Linked DNA regions of Mus musculus: region 2 is linked to region 1. A link is a contact called in public HiChIP or PLAC-seq data. All regions are on one chromosome and are shown on one strand. The core of a region is the stretch at or near the end of the contact, and the rest is flanking DNA. Distances in the headings are between cores, read along the strand shown.

Region 1 (5,048 bases), core at 2,034-4,533:
AGATATTTGCTTCTTGTCATCCAGACTGTAAATGTCCCCAACAGCTGATGGAGGACCCTAACTATCTAGAAAAAGGACAGCCCCAGGTATCCACAGGTGCTACGCAAGGTGCTCCCCTCAGCACGAAACTGCCGCCCCGTCCCTCCTCACATCAGCACCCCTTACAGGACACCGAAGCCACTTCACAAGGCTGGCCCCAGAGTAATGACTCAAACCCAGTCAACATGACTCCAGAGTCTGTCCTATTTGTGGAGACTGCTGTAGATGTCACACTGTAAAGGAAACCACTCGCTCTCCTTGTGTTGGAAGTTTCCCTCTGTTCAGTTCATTCTGGACAAGAAAGCTTTTTGGCCTGTAGCCACTTTTCCACAGTTCGAAAATGAATGCCAGACAAATACCAAAGGAACCCAAGATAATCCCTTTTCAAACTCATACCTCCCTCCTGACTGAAGCTCGCTCATCCATCAGCACCCACCCCCAACCCGTATTTCTCTGGCACAGCTTTGCCTAAATGTTCATTCACAAGATGGCTCTTCTAGGCATTGCTAGATAGTGTGCAGTCTGCAGTGCCAGCCAGAAAACCACTTCAACTGCTTCTCTCTTCAAGGGCCAGGGAAGGGACAGCCAAGCCTAGCTTTCCCCTGAATGATGCCAGGGATCCTGACACTGGCCATAGAGCAGCCATTAACCTCTGTTCCTACCTGACAGGTCCCCAGTGACACCAGCCAGAGCTGTGATACCCTCTCCCCTTCAATTCCCCGGGTTGTCCTAGGGTGCGACTGCCCCCACCAGTCTTCTCCTGAGGCACAGGGGCCACTCTGAACTGGAGAGCTGAGAGGAGCACTGGAGTTACCTCATGCCAGCCAGTCCTCTCTCTTCTTACCCCCCATCCCCACAGGCCAAGGTCTGGGAATGGCCCTGAATTTCTTCCCCACACCCTCCTGGCTACAGGAAGCCTTCTTCTCCCCTCAGAGTCTTCTGCACCCTGCCTGGGAGTTGCTGGGGAAATGGAAAGAGCCGGCAACAGAAGAGGAAGCAGAGATTCAGCTGATGATGCCTAATAGTGGAAGGCATGTCTCAGGCTGGAAAAACCAACCAGGGAGCCCCCACCCCCACCCCCCACCCCAGTGAGGCAATGGGAAGGCTGCAAGAAAATTCTGTTTAATGAAAGGGGAGGTGCTTCTGAGGAGAAAGACCCCAGCTCTCTCTCCTTTCTCCCCACCACAGCTGCTTGTTGAACCCTGCGGCAGCCAAACCGGCCAGCCTTGAACGGTGTCAGGGGTTACTCCCGTGGAACAGCTAGGTCATTAACCTCTGCCTGCTTCTCAGGTCAACAGCGACACCACAACCAGAGCCAGCTAAGGCTCCTTCTCCTGCGACAGACTGACATCGACTAAGCAGGTCCACAGGACCTGAGAACTCGCCTTGTCTAACACTGAGGCCCATAGGGGATGCCCGTCTAGGTGTTACACTAAACTAACTGCTGCACGTTCATCACCCACACTAGAGCTGGGATGAAAGCGAACCCATAAAGTGCAGAGCACATGAACATGGGGACCCAAATTTGAGCCCAAGAACTCCATTTTGGAAAGCCACATTAGATGGTGCACACATGTGACAGTGTACGCTTGTGCCCATCAGGGGTGCACACTCATGAAGGCATACACTTGTAATCTTGGCATCAGTAAGACAGATGGATTCTGGGAGGAGAGCTAAGTAGCTATCCAGGCTGGCCTACTTGGCCAGTTCTGGCCTGAGAGAGAGAGAACCCATCTCAAAAATGTTGTAGAGGCACCTGAAGAACAACACCCAAGGCTGATGTTTGGCTTTCATAGGCAGTCACATGTACATGCATTCACACACACACAGACTCACACACACTAACACACACACACAGACTCACACACACAGGCTCTCACACACACACACAGATACACACACTCTCACACACTCACAACCAGGCATACACTCACACACACAGACTCATACACTCACACAGACTCACACACACAGGCTCACACTCACACACACTAACACACACACAGACTCACATACACAGGCTCACACACACACACACAGACACATACACTCTCACACACTCACAACCAGGCATACACTCACACACACAGACTCATACACTCACACAGACTCACACACTCACACACACAGGCACACACACACACAGACTCATACACTCACACATACACTCATACACTCACACACGGACTCACACACTCACACACACAGGCACACCCACACACCGACAGATAGACACATACAGACTCCATACACTCACACACTCACACACACACCAACAGACAGACACACACACACACCCAGGCACACACTTACACACAGACTCACACAGGTTCACAAACACACGGACTCACACAGACTCACACACACACACCAAGAGACAGACACTCACACACACACAGACTTACACACACACAGGCACACACTCACACACACCGAAAGACAGACACACACACACACACTCAGACACTCACAAGGAGAACATAGCTATTCCCCAAATCTCCGATCAAGCCTTGATCTCATCTCTTCAAGCCTGCTTCAGTGGCTCTGTGAGGGGCTGTATGGTCAGTGAAGCAGCCACAGTGTCCCTGCCACACACAGTGCTGCTGCCTTCTCCACTGTCTGTCAGCTGGGCACCACTTTTGCTTGGTGGTGTGCAGAGCCCCAGGCTGACAGAGACACTTCAGAAGCAAACAGCATGTTTCTGCATAAGTTTCCTGCCCCTCTGGGTACCTTTGTTCTTTCTGAGCTTTGGGACATTTTCAGGAGGGGAGGGTGTTTTGCATCCCCTGAGAAGCTGCAGGCTGGGGATCTCATGGCTTCCCTCTAGGAGCACCACAGAAAGACCCCTTGCCCTCTACCCAAAGCTAACAGGCTGCTATTTTGAAAGCTCAACAAATCTAGAAGTTCAGAACCTCTTAGGTTCTAGTTCAGTGGTTCCCAACCCGTGGGTTGCAACCTCTTTGAGGGTCAAACAGCCTTTTTATGGGGGTCACATTCAGGCATCCTGCATATCAGATATTTACATCATAAGTCAATGCCCAGAAGTACTGCTTGCTGTCTGTGAAAGGAGCCAGCTGGTCGACAGGGGTCAAGAAGGATGAAGCTTAGGGCATTAGGCTCACATTCAGGCTACCCAGGGAAGAGTCTGGTTGAATACCCGAGACAAGGCTGTGAACAGGTCCCATGCAGCCCTTACTTCCTGGGTCAAGCTGTGTGAGGATGAGTCAGCAGATGGAACCGCTCACAGCAGAAGTGAGACCGTGAGACCGCATTTGTGGGTAACCTCTACTTGGTGCCACCACTGTCCTCTGAGCCTGTGACCATCCCGCTGGTGCATCCACTCCCGGATTGCAAATTCCATTTTCCAAAACTAGACCTTGAAGCTGCAAAAACCTCTAGAAAGCCCCTCCCACTTCCCGTATCCTTGTCCTGTTCACTAAGCCTGAGAGCTGCTTCTCCTAAGGCACGAGCATGTTTGCTGGTCCTAACTCCCGGCATGCAGTTCCGTGCTCTGTATACTGCTGTGATACTACAAGCTACTTGGGGAGGAAAGAGTTTATTTAAGCTTCCAGCTTGTATAGTTCATCATTCAGAAGAGCCCAGTCAAGGACTGCAGCAGAGATCATAGAGGACGCCCATTACTGACTTAATCTCATGACTTGCTCAGCCTGCTTTCATCTATAACCCAGAACCACCTGCCCAGGGGTGGCACCTCCCACAATAGACTGGGCCGTCCCACAACAATCAACCATTAATCAAGAAGACACCCTATAACTACCCAACAAGCCAATCTAAGAGAGATATTTCCTTCATTGAGATTCTCTCTTCCCAGATGACTCTAGCTTGTGAAAGCTAAGCGGCACAGGAAGTCCTCCCAATGTCTGTTGGGTACACGTTATCAAGCCCCGGGCCCTGTGCCAGGAGGTTTACCTGTATTATCTCATGCTCACAGCAAGCCCAAGAGGCCAGTGCTTTGATTCATGCTTTACAGATGAAGAGTCGGAGCTGACAGGGATTAGAGTAAGCTTCCTGCTCAAGAGCCCCAGCCACCGTCTCCTTGTCAAGTGTCTACCTGTACCCGGAGGATTCTGCAGGTTCTTTAATGTAGTTGAAGACGTCTATTTTACAAAAGAGAGAACAGAGGCTCAGAAGGGCCAAGGCAGCCATACCTCTGCTTAGGCCTGCCCCAACTTCTGCTTCCCTTGGACTGGATCCGACTTGTGGACCCTGATTCAGGTCATGGTGGCCCAGTGCCAAGAAGGACCCTGTGCCTTAATCCTCCTAGGAAGGGACGAGTCAGGAGAGTAAGTTGAGGAGCTGAGGGGTAGGTATATCGCTGTAACCAAGCCTGTGGCCACATAGGCGAAGCTTGCTGATTGCCGTGTGTTTGGCCAGAGTGGCTTCAAAGATGACCACACCTGGCTCATCCTTACCACAACACAAACGTTCTGTGGCTCACTGCCAGACAAAGGGAGCAGTCATCTCTCCGGAGGGCGTGGCGCACACACGGGAGCCCCCAGCAAGCATCTGAACCTCTGATTCCTAAGATGCTGTAAGGGATCACTGAGAGTCAGGCATGTTTTATTACCAGCTAAGCTTTCTTGATCCTGTTCCCCAGCCACTAACATTGACCAGCCCTGCCCTGCCCTGCTCTCCTCAGCTTTATCTTCCCAGGGCTCTTCTGTCTCACTCACATCAAATTGTAAATATTAACCTATCTGCTCCCTGCTTCCTGTGAGAGAGAGAGAACGCTCAAGAGCACAGTCTCTGTCCCTTGCTCGCTGAGGCTGGAATAGTCAGACCCTCCTGGGGCTGGGGAGAAGGCTGGAGCAGAGGGCTTGCTGGTCAGGCCCTCCCACCTGCATAAGAGTCCCTTGTAACAGCTGGGAAGATGGCAAGAGGCAGATCTCTGGGACTTGGCTCCTTAGCCAGACCAGCCTACTTGGTGGGCTGCAGGCCAATGAGAGACCTTGTCTCAAAAACCAAGGTGGGGTCCATGAGATAGCTCA
Region 2 (4,706 bases), core at 1,501-4,000, 220 kb before region 1:
TGAACATGGCCACCTGCTGCACCAAGATCATGGACCCAGACAAAGCCCTTGAAGGCAGCATGGGTTCAGATATCACTGTGGCCTCTGGTGGCAGCAAAGGCCACTCAGATCAGTATGGCCTCTGTTGGCAGCACAGCCCACCAACATGGCTTCAGACCAGAGCATAGACTGCAGATATATGCATGGTATTTGGTGGTAATATGGGCCACGGACATCGACTCGACCCCACCGCATCAGGACCACACATAGCCTTCATGGGACCATGAGCCATGGTGGTGCCTCCATAGAGGTCCAATCCAGAGAGTGAACCGTTCCCCATCTTGGGCCTCTGCCATTTCCCAGAGCTAGGACAATCCCGTGGCCTGATAGTGTGTTTGGAGCTGGGGGATCAGCATCTGTCTACGCTGTGAGGTGCTGCACATCATCCCACCGACCCCACTATCCACCTCAGCCCTCTCTCTCAGCCTCTCCCTCTTCTCGGCTCTAGCTCTGCCTCTCCTCATAGCGCACAGTGCTCTGCTCTTCCGTCTTTCCCCATCACCACAGCACATTTGTTCATCTTAATGGCGTCTGCAGGCCCTGGGACAGCCTTTGCCCTGTCCAGCTTCTGCCTACCTGCCCTGGAATTATGCTTTTTGTCCTCAACTAACACATGACTTCATCAGTCTTGTTGTATAAACTGAGGGAAATAATGCATTCGACCAACAGGTGGCAGCCTTCCCTCTTCATCAGACTGCCCAGTCACACCAACCAGTTAAACCACTGGTGGTAGGTAGAGTGTCCTGAAGAATCATATATTTGCCCTTTCCTTCTGAAGAAAGAGTTTGTGTATCATGCCATCCTTCTCTTTATAAGTGACTCTAGTTTAAGGACTAGTAAATCAGTTTACTATTAAATAGTATATGGAAATAATGAATACTTTCAAAATATTGAAATAATGCTCAAATCTGGCCCTGTCTTCATGCCTGATTTGACACCTGCAGAGACATCTTCTCTTGTCTCAAAACAAAGCAAAACAAAACATAAACTTTCTTGAAGGTACATGAGAAAAATAAAACATGATTACGTAGAAAATTGGATGTGACGGTGTACGCCTGTAATCACAGTGTTCAGGAGATGGGGGAAGAAGGCTAGTAGTTTGAATGAGCCTCAGCTGCATAGCAAATGTGAACCAGCCTAGGCTACAAGAGACTGACTCTGGGATCAACACCACAAGCTGGGAACATATCCTTCACTTCTGACTACTCTGATATTAACACTAAGAGCACTGGCTACTCTTCCAGAGGACTTGAGTTCAACTCCCAACATTTATGTGAAGCTTAATAACTGTCTGTGACTCCAGGTCTCTCTTCTGGTCTCCACAAACACCAGGAATACACGTGGTACACAGACATGCAAGCAAGCAAAATAAAAAATAATTAAAAAAATTTAAATGTACGAGACCACACTTCTCCAATCCCACCAAAAAAGTCCTATCTATTCTCATTTAGACTTCTGTCTGTGAGTCCGGTGGCCACCATTTGGAACACAATAAGAACTTATCCTATCCCAGTTTTGGACTTCATCATACCAAGACCTTGGGTCTCATATTTAGAACAGATTGCTTCTTTCAGAACCATAGCTACATTAGTCATTTCAGACATGGTCTTTCCAGTCTATATTGCCTGTTTCCTATGGTGTCTAAATCCATAGGGTCCTGTCACCTTGCAGTCATGTGAAAGAAGGTGGAAAGTAAGGTAAATAGATGTATTGTTGGGAGGGTTAGGGAAGGAGAGGACTTAGGCTCAGTCTCTTTCAGTTCTCACAAGAGTAATCTGGTCCAGAGGGCCAAAGCATGCCCACGGGAGGGTTTAATCTCGATAACCAAAGAGTTGCACCTGGGTGTTGGGATCCTGTTGACTATTCCACCAGATCCCACATCCGCTCCCAGCTGTTGCCCAGCTCCAATGCATACCTGTGTCCACTGCAAGGGCCCTAGTACTCTCTTCTCTCCGTGATGAACATTTGATGCTCAAGACAGCTAAGTATTTCCCGCGTTTGTCTGACTTGGAAGAGGTTAGATTTGAGATGCTAGTTCACTTCGTTCATACAGGCTGCAATTACTGTGGACCTGTAGAGCGAATACACTGTAACAACTCTGTGCTAGGATTTGGGAGGCAAGAATTCAAGCTCTAGCCTTGGGTAGGTCCACTCAGTTCTCTCTAGACCGCAGATAGAACGCTCATAGTTCAGGCACCCTCCACCAGGTGGCTCTGAAGACCAGGAGAACTAACTGGGACGCTTTTGACAACAGAACATCAGAGAGACTGTCAACGTTACGCTAACAGCAGAACGAGGACTGGCAGATTTGTACTGGACTGCAGCAAGTTCAGGGAAGAAGTGATTTGAGCCAGATCTCTGATCTTGAGCAAACGTGTCTACTCAAAGAATAAATAGGTTTGGGGGGTCGGAGGGAGGCTGATTGAAGAGCAAAATATATACAATTCAAAGGCGCACAAGATACTAATGTTTCTAGAAAGAGAAGCCTAGGCTTCTAGGGTCTGGGTGATTCCCAGCATCTAGAGGGATACTTCGCCCAGCTCAGGTGAGTTTCTGGCCGCTGTCAGAAGCCTCACGCCCCGCCGCTTGGGCGCCATGACCACGCCCCCATCCTCGGCCCTGCCTCTCGGGAGACATAACCACGCCTCCACCTTCAGCCCTGCCTCTTGGGCACCCTGACCACACCCCCATCGTCAGCCCCGCCCCTCCCGGAGCCCGCCGCTGGAGCTGGCCTAACCCGCTGCTGAGGCGAAGCAGCCTAGTGCCCGCCGCCGTAGGGCGCCAGCGGAGCTCCGCGAGCCCCGCAAGTGGCGAAGTCCGGGTGAGCTAACCGTCCCGGCTCCTCAGAAACCGAAAGCAACTCAGGGTGGTGAGCCGGAGGCGTGTGTGGTAGCGGGCGAACTGAGGCGACGCGGGACACCCGCGCCCGGCCGAGGGCACTTTTGCAAGACTTGTGAGCACAGCCCGTTAACGTGAGCTTAATGCCAGGGTCTCGAGCCTGCGCCGGTGCTATAGCGCGTGCTCGATTGGAAACAGAACCCGACTCTGCAGAAGGTGAGTTCCAGATTTCAGCAGACCCGGGCGCCTAGAGGTGAGCACCCACCGCAGGTTGGACGGAGACAGTCCTCACACCACTGCTTGACCCCCTTGCCACCCAACTGTGAGGTGTTACAGTTCTGAGGACAGTTCTGAGGACTTTTGTTGCGGATCCCTCTGGGCCATTCTGGTTGGCTTCTTTCTTCCTCAGCCTCTCCACTCTGTCTGCTGACTTTCCATATTTGGCTATTTTACTTTCGTGAGAACTCTGTTTATCTCGCTGCGGCAGGCGCGGGGCTCGTCGGAGTCCAGTTGTGGGCTAAGGTCTGTAAAATGAGGAGAGACTCCCTTCTCCCCAATCCTCTCCATGGCCTGTGAAAAAAGGCATCCAGCTTGTTGCAATAAACATCGGGCATAGGTGCTGTGTGAAAACTAGATTAGGGCCAAAGAGGACGGTTCCCTTTTCCAGGAATATACACATTTTTTAAAAGTCTTAGGGAATACTTAAAATGCAAAGAAATTGGTTAAAGCATTTCTGAGAATAGAACTTCCTGGGTGTGTGAGAGATAATTTTAGACAGCAAACGTCTGGGTTAACGAGTCCTCCCCAATCCAGAGATCCTAACATAACTGAGAGTCTGGATAAAAACCTGACACCTTGGACAACTGATTTAAACAGAAAAGGCAGAAATTACAGATGGAAAGATGGATGGGAGATGAAGGTGGGAAAGGTAGTGAGTTCAGGAAATGGGTTGTCTCCAGACTCTGGACTGTAGTCTCCCTGGTCTCTTGTAGGGCTAGCTGTGGAAAGGGGCCACAACAGAGAAGGGTGACGTTCTCAGGGTCCCTGGCTAAGGCCGGTGGTGTGGGACAAGGATGGCCGACGTCAGTGGAGAACCCACTGGATGTGGGTGGATGACATAGGGGCCCAGCCACTGGGAGTAAGAGCTTTCCTTTTTGGGGTATCTCAGGGTGACTTGCAAAGTTGGGGAGCCAAAGCCTCTGAGTCAGTCCTGTTAGACTAGGGGGAGAAACAGCCTTATGTAGTTACAATCCCCACTTTCCTGAGGGGGGCCTTGAAGAAAAAAGAGCCACTAAACGTGAAGCTGCCCCTTATGGTCCATTTGCTCCTCACTCAATGTCATGTGCTCTCATTTTGTCCCCCACGACACCCTTGTGAGTCAGGGTAGCTTTGCACATCCCCCAGATGTCGAGGGGAAGCACCTAGTGTCAACTCAGTCCTGAGCTCTGCTGCTGGGCCAGGCGGGGGACTCTGAGGTTTCTGCTTCAGGACTGTCAGCTTGGTTCCTCAGAGAGCCACAACTGCCTACCTCCCCTTTAGTCTGAGGGGTCAGCAAAAGGACCCAGATTCCCCTAAGTGCCTGGAGCATCTGTTCCAGCAATGTGGGTAAAGTTCTGCTGGAAACTGCCCCTGACGTTGTATGAACCAATGCCACACTGTCCACGCAGCCAGCCAAGTGACTGGGGAAGGATCTGTGTCTGATTTTGTGGTAGCCTGGAATCTGGCATTGGTTAGCCTAAAAAGATGTTGGCTGAACTGCACTCCGTTTATTTGGGGTGTGCCTCCCAGTTACTGAGGGCGGGTGTTAGTAAGAGTTGATTAGATCCCAG

What was found. HiChIP or PLAC-seq counts read pairs in DNA pulled down with a chosen protein or histone mark.
Region 2: an H3K4me3 HiChIP or PLAC-seq map of bone marrow-derived macrophages shows a contact between it and region 1, with 5 times the contacts expected there. The contact joins the promoter of Traf5 here to the enhancer-like site in region 1. A contact is called at or near these places in 18 of 39 promoter capture datasets (the 3T3-L1 cell line, 3T3-L1-derived adipocytes, HPC-7-derived erythroid cells and 11 more), 1 of 484 Hi-C or Micro-C datasets (bone marrow-derived macrophages), 10 of 115 datasets of contacts at active chromatin or transcription factors (the SCID.adh cell line, bone marrow-derived macrophages, embryonic basal ganglia and 4 more) and 2 of 9 other capture datasets (embryonic stem cells and pancreatic islet).

What each region holds. Positions count from the first base shown.
Region 1 is chr1:191,874,131-191,879,178 of GRCm38.p6, reverse strand. No RefSeq gene overlaps it. Among named protein-coding and RNA genes, the nearest start is that of Slc30a1, 30 kb to the left of the region's middle. Within about 2 kb of position 3,283, at least 42 of the 459 cell types and tissues checked have an H3K27ac peak or open chromatin away from gene starts, as enhancers often do. A contact at or near this core is called in the SCID.adh cell line, bone marrow-derived macrophages, liver and 1 more, where this site is marked.
Region 2 is chr1:192,090,643-192,095,348 of GRCm38.p6, reverse strand. Traf5 (TNF receptor-associated factor 5) reads left to right here and starts at 2,750. Exons shown (of 14, transcript NM_011633.2): 1 at 2,750-3,093.